Linked DNA regions of Sus scrofa: region 2 is linked to region 1. The links are chromatin contacts, called in public HiChIP or PLAC-seq maps. All regions are on one chromosome and are shown on one strand. The core of a region is the stretch at or near the end of the contact, and the rest is flanking DNA. Distances in the headings are between cores, read along the strand shown. Region 1 has its middle 100 kb from the start of TMSB4X. Region 2 overlaps GPM6B (neuronal membrane glycoprotein M6-b).

What was found. HiChIP or PLAC-seq counts read pairs in DNA pulled down with a chosen protein or histone mark.
Region 2: a contact with region 1 is called in an H3K27ac HiChIP or PLAC-seq map of alveolar macrophages. The contact joins two enhancer-like sites. A contact is called at or near these places in 1 of 47 Hi-C or Micro-C datasets (embryonic fibroblasts) and 1 of 2 datasets of contacts at active chromatin or transcription factors (alveolar macrophages).

What each region holds. Positions count from the first base shown.
Region 1 is chrX:9,750,722-9,753,603 of Sscrofa11.1, forward strand. No RefSeq gene overlaps it. Among named protein-coding and RNA genes, the nearest start is that of TMSB4X, 100 kb to the left of the region's middle. Within about 2 kb of position 1,525, at least 29 of the 83 cell types and tissues checked have an H3K27ac peak or open chromatin away from gene starts, as enhancers often do. A contact at or near this core is called in alveolar macrophages, where this site is marked.
Region 2 is chrX:10,550,480-10,553,361 of Sscrofa11.1, forward strand. The region is part of intron 1 of GPM6B (neuronal membrane glycoprotein M6-b); the gene reads right to left. Among named protein-coding and RNA genes, the nearest start is that of GPM6B, 31 kb to the right of the region's middle. Within about 2 kb of position 1,507, at least 16 of the 83 cell types and tissues checked have an H3K27ac peak or open chromatin away from gene starts, as enhancers often do. A contact at or near this core is called in alveolar macrophages, where this site is marked.

The sequences.
Region 1 (2,882 bases), core at 275-2,774:
TAAATAAATATTTACAAAGGCTCCCCCTCTGTCTACGGTACCCTTGTGCAAGAGACATCATCTTGCAGTCTTGCAGTGTGGTTATATTTGAAATCAGCGGTGCCAGATGGGTTTGTTGTTTGGTTGGTTTTTCAATTCCTAATGGAAGTGTAACGTGCTTGCGCTGTGAGTATGCCTCGCAAATGGTGGCTTTGTCTGCCTTGGAAGGGGAAAACTTGACCCGATGCCGCTGGGATCTGAAAGTGTGGTTCCTAAGAGTCCGAATAACCTTGGGCCCTTGGACTCGCCATTAATGCTTCTTCAATAGTGAGAAATAACATGGATTGGCACTGAGACCAGATTCCTAAGAGGAGGCAGCTAAAAGGTATTGTCATTTAGCTTCATTTCCCAGAAGGGCTCACTCAGCTGCCTTCATAGAGCAAGATGCTTCCTCTAGACGTGGTCTCTTTAGAAGTTTGGGGGATTGTGGCTCAAGGGAAAATGACTCCGTCTGAGGAATTCTTTAAGAGCAGCTGAGAAATGGCCCTAGGCCCCGGCTTCTCCTCAGCTGGATCCAGTTTGTGGTCCTTTTCGTGGTTTGCAATCAGAAAAAAATAAATACCGTGTGAGAAATCAAACGGGTTTTGTCAAAGTGGAAAAATGATGGCCTCTCCCTAACACTAGGGTTAGACAGAAGCCGGCGAGGGTGTCTAGTGCGAACATTTCCGGTGGCCAGACCTACCTGGCTGTTACCCTGAAACCACGGCTATCTAGCACATGCTTGCAGGGACCCCCCAGAAGCTTCCTGCTGAGAAGGATTGCACACTGCGGTACCAGTTGCTTTGCCTGTGTGCCGTTGCTGAGCAAGGAGGCAGAAGAACGTGTACTTTGAATTTTTAGGTATTTAGGAAGACTATCCATCAGCCCACAGATGCCACAAGACAATACAGAGAAGACTGCACATTCAGCTTAGCCATTCCATCGAGGCCTTAGGGAGGGGTTGGGACAGCTCCAGGGCTCAAAGCAGTCCAGTTTGGCAGAGGGACCTCCAAGGGAGGCTGGGGCCGAGGAAGGGAGCCTCCTGACTGCTGGCAAGATTCTTCTTGGAGATGGAGCCGATGGGACTGGCCGAGGCAAGTCAGTCTGGGAGGCCAGAAGGCTCGCAGCCTGTCCTGTTGAGGCCGGTCCCCATGAGAGACAAGTCCCAGAGAATGTGGCCTCGTGTAATGCTCACATAACCTTCCTCCATCCCCCGCCCCGCAGCGTGTTCAGCTCAGCGTGTTCTCCGGGGGATGGTGGCGGCTGCTCTTCTGGGCAACAACAGTGGACACACGTTCAGTGAGTTCAGGGCAGGCATCCGGCCCCCAGTGAACAGTGGTGTCAGAATTCTGAGCGAGCGGTGAGCAGTTTCCTGAAGATAAAACAGCACAGCAGCCACAGCCACAGCGCCCCAGACCGGGGCTCTCTGGGGTCTGGGGCCCCTCCTCATGCTCAGCACAGTTTGCTTCAACGTGCTCTGCGGTTGAGCAAGGCTTCCTCTTCCCCTGTGTGAACTCCAGGAAACAGAAGACCGTCTCCGCCGGACACCAGCTGCCCTGGCCTCGTCTCTTGCCCTCCTTTGCTGGTCAGCTCTGAATTCCTGCATTTGCTCAGACAGCTGGGAGGATGGTCGCAGCCCACGGCCCTCAATTCGCATGCAAGAGGGGCCACCTCCTTCGCCAAGGCCTGGGCCAGCTTCCCAGCTCCACATCTGAGTGTGAAAGGAGCGCCTCCCCCTCCCCTCCCCCTGCCCCAGCGAGCACATTCTATGGATTCCCCATGACCCTGTACCAAAAGCAGCAGAGTAGAGACAGATGGCTTCGGGCCCATGCTAGCCTCCAGCGCGTGTCCACTGGACTATTAGTGCCTTGCTTTTCTCCCATGTTCATGTTATTAATGAATTAATTAAGGGTATTCTTTCTCTAAATGAATTTTTCATGATAAAACCAACCCTTAAGACCTGTGGGAACTTCGAACCATCCAGAAGGGCACAGTGATGAAAACAAAACCAAAAAGCCCTTGTGAACTTCATCCTCAGCCAGCCAAAGCTGCACTTAACATTTTGATGTATTTCCTTTTAGTGTTTGTTTCTCTCTCCTGACATAGTTTCAGAAACACCCGTCTCTCTCTCTCTCTCTTTTTTTTACAAACCTATATCGTTCTGGATACTCAATTTTGTTTTGTGTTATGTGGTAATTTAGCCACCTTACCCCCCTTCTCCTACAACATGGGTTATTAATGGCTCTGTTCATGGTAAGAACATGCCGTATATATTCAAAAATTACTATTGAGGGACACTGAAAATGTCATTTTTCTCCAGAATAACACTGTAATGCACATCTCTGTTCATAGATTTTTTTTTTCTTTGCTTTTTAGGGCACCTGCAGCATATGGAAGTTCCCAGGCTAGAGTCAAATTGGAGCTACAGCTGCTGGCCTACACTACAGCCACAGCAATGCAGCATCCGAGTTGCATCTGGGACCTACACCATAGCTCACAGCAATGCCGGATCCTTAACCCACTGAGCGAGGCCAGGGATCAAATCCGCATCTTCATGATTACAGGTTGGATTCGTTACCACTGAGCCACAAGGGGAATTCCAGTTCATAGATTTTTAGACTCTGTCTCTGAATAGTGGCCAAAAGTAGGACCCTAGAAATAAAAATTTCAAGATCAAAAAGTGTAAGCACTTTTTTTTTAGGTATACTTTTAAGGCTGTTGATGCACGTTGTCAGACTGCCCTCCAAAGTGGCTCTACCAATTCAGTCATGTAAGTTTCCTTTGTCTTTGTTAGACGTGGTACTAGGGACTGATAGTGCCCATGCAGTGTCTTAAGTGAAGGTGGAACGCACAGAGCAGCTCCA
Region 2 (2,882 bases), core at 257-2,756, 800 kb after region 1:
AGGACGTGGGGGAAGGCAGCCACCTCTACCAACTGAGAGACAATTTCATTTCCTCCCTCAGGTTTTTATTAGCTTTCGTCTCCTTGGTTTCTTGTCTTGCAGTCTGGAATGTGCCACTTCCTCGACTGAAAAAGAAGAAGATTCAGTCTCCTGAGTCTACAAAAATTACTCTTGCTCAACCCATTCTTCCTGTCATTGCATTTGAAGGAACTTCAGGGTCATGTGGTTTCACTCCTCCACTAGACCTGCCAGAAACGAAGAGCCCTTGTTCCCTAAGTCCAGCCAGCCAGACAAGGTCATGGTGCCAAACCCCAAGATTTTTGCATGCTTGTTGTGGGGACTCCATGTTCAAATACACTTTGGCAGACAATGTGCACTTGAACCTGAAGACGGACACAGTCCCCCAAGAATGGGGCCAGGAACTTGGTGAATTTTCTTTCCTGCTGCTCTCTGCTCAACCTGGTCCTGAAACTTAGACTCCATGGAGATTTCCCTACCAAGAAAAAGATACTCTGAAGGCCAAAATCGGCCTGCGGATTTTATTTCTCACTACAAATTAACGAACCTCCGATTTAAAGTTCTATATTCAAAAAAGAATTGCCGAATTCTAATTGCGAAGGTGGCAAAAGAAGGTTACGCTAGAAATATAAACTACTACCATCAAGCCTCATCATTTGTTGGGCTGAGTTCAGAATTCCTATATGATGGTCAGGCTCTTAGTGGTTGCAGAAAATTAGGTGATTGTGTAACAGGAGTCCAAGTGTGTGGTTTCCAGACTCAGTCCACTGTCAGTGAAGTACAGTCTCCTTTAATGCACATCCTTTACAGCAAAAACACAAATAGGATCCTCTTTACTAAGGTCTTCATTCCTATCTGCCAATGGGTGCCTTCAAAAACAAGTGGGAAATACACCAGGCCTAGATACAGGAATGTTTCCTCTCACTTAATTTGTTATTAAAGGTGATTCCATTAAAGTAGATTGGATTTATTTCAGCATTTATGTTGATTATCTCACTCAATCATCTCAGCCACTCTGAGCTAGAGACAGCATGCTTCCGCCACTGTGCTAATGAAAATGGCCTGCCCGAAAGTGATTGCCCAACACTGTCTCATCTACTCCTCGGGGAGGGTATTACCCCATTTTCAACAAGCTTACTTAAGCACACAGAGGCTAACTGGCTTTCCCAAGATCATGAGATAGACAGAGGAAGTCACAGTGCTAACACTCAGGCCTCTGACCCTTGTCCAGAATGCCTTCTCCTCGGCCTCAACAGCTCCCACTAAACGAGCTGCCCAAAGGCCAGCAGAAAATCACTAAGAAAACCAGAATAAAGTCAGGCTTCTGTCTCCCACCATAGTCAGGGCTCATGATGCATACTCACAACCAAATGCCAATCCAATCACAGAGAAGCCTGTCTTTTTAAAATCCCAACAGACTTGACAATCCCAAGGACAGGGAACAGTGCCCTCTGAGCACATGAGCTGCAGTGACACAGGATGAACTGCAGGGGGCCCATGTGAGCCAATCCCATTGAGAAGGTATTAAGGATGGGGCTCCATCAAGATGGGAGGAGGAGCATGGATGGACCTAGAGAATGTCACACTGAGAAGTAAGCCAGACAGAGAAGGACAAACACCATATGATATCACTTATATGTGGAATCTAAAATATGGCACAAATGAATAAATAAAATATGATACAAATGAACTTATTTACAAAAGCAGAAACAGAATCACAGACATAGACAACAGACTTATGGTCACCAAAGGGGATGGGTGGTGGAGAGACAAATTAGGAATCTAGGATTAACACATACACACTACTATATATAAAAATAGATAAACAACATGGACGTACTACAGAGCACAGTGAAATATACTCAATATCTTGTAATAACTTATAATGGCAAAGAATCTGAACTAGATGTATATGTACAACCGAGTTACTCTGTTGTACACCTGAAATAACACAATGTAAATTAACTACACTTCGATTAAAAGAAATAAACATGAAAGTATGATCAAGTGAGGGCACTCCATTGGCTGTTAACCGGTGTGTCCGACCAGACGGGAATGTCAAGGTCAAAGCTTTCTATGTCATCATGTAATACGTAATTATACATGCATGTATAGTACGTATGTTCTTTCTTTATTAATGCTGCTTAGGGTATCATGTACAACTTCAAAGACGTGACAAGTGTTAACAACATTTGGAGATACCTGCAACAACTATAGAGATATGGATACAGGTAGACCTCAGAGATACTGCAGGTTCCACTCCAGACCACAGCAACAAAGCAAACGCTGCAATAAAGCAACACACACATTTTTTTCGGTTTCCTAGTACATATCAAAGTTACATTTACACCATACCAATCTATTAAGTATCCAATAGCATTATGCCACCAGAAATGCATAGACCTTAATTATAAAAAATGCTGTTGGAAAAATGGCGCCAATAGACCTGCTTGATACTGGGTGGCCACAAACCTTCCATTTGTAAAAACCGCAATACCTGTGCAGCGCAATTAAGCAGAGACAAAACAGGATGTGCCCATGTATCTGTGATTTCTATTCACGCAGCAAAGTCATGGGTCTACTGAAGCGTGGCCCACATTCATGTGAAAGCAAATGCTAAGTTTCTATTGGAGGTGAGTAAAAACAGGGGTGTATTTTTTTCGTATCCCATTTCCTCCTGAGTTCTCTTCCCACAGGCCCCTTGAAGGTGTGTGGACCCCTTTAGAAGCCCCGGCTCTAGACCAGGGGTCAGCAAGGCCAAATCGGACCTGCAGCTGGATCATACATACAGCTTTATTGGCACATGGCCACACCCATTCAACTGCGGACCAGCTAGTGCTGTTTTGGCCTACAAAGCACAGCTG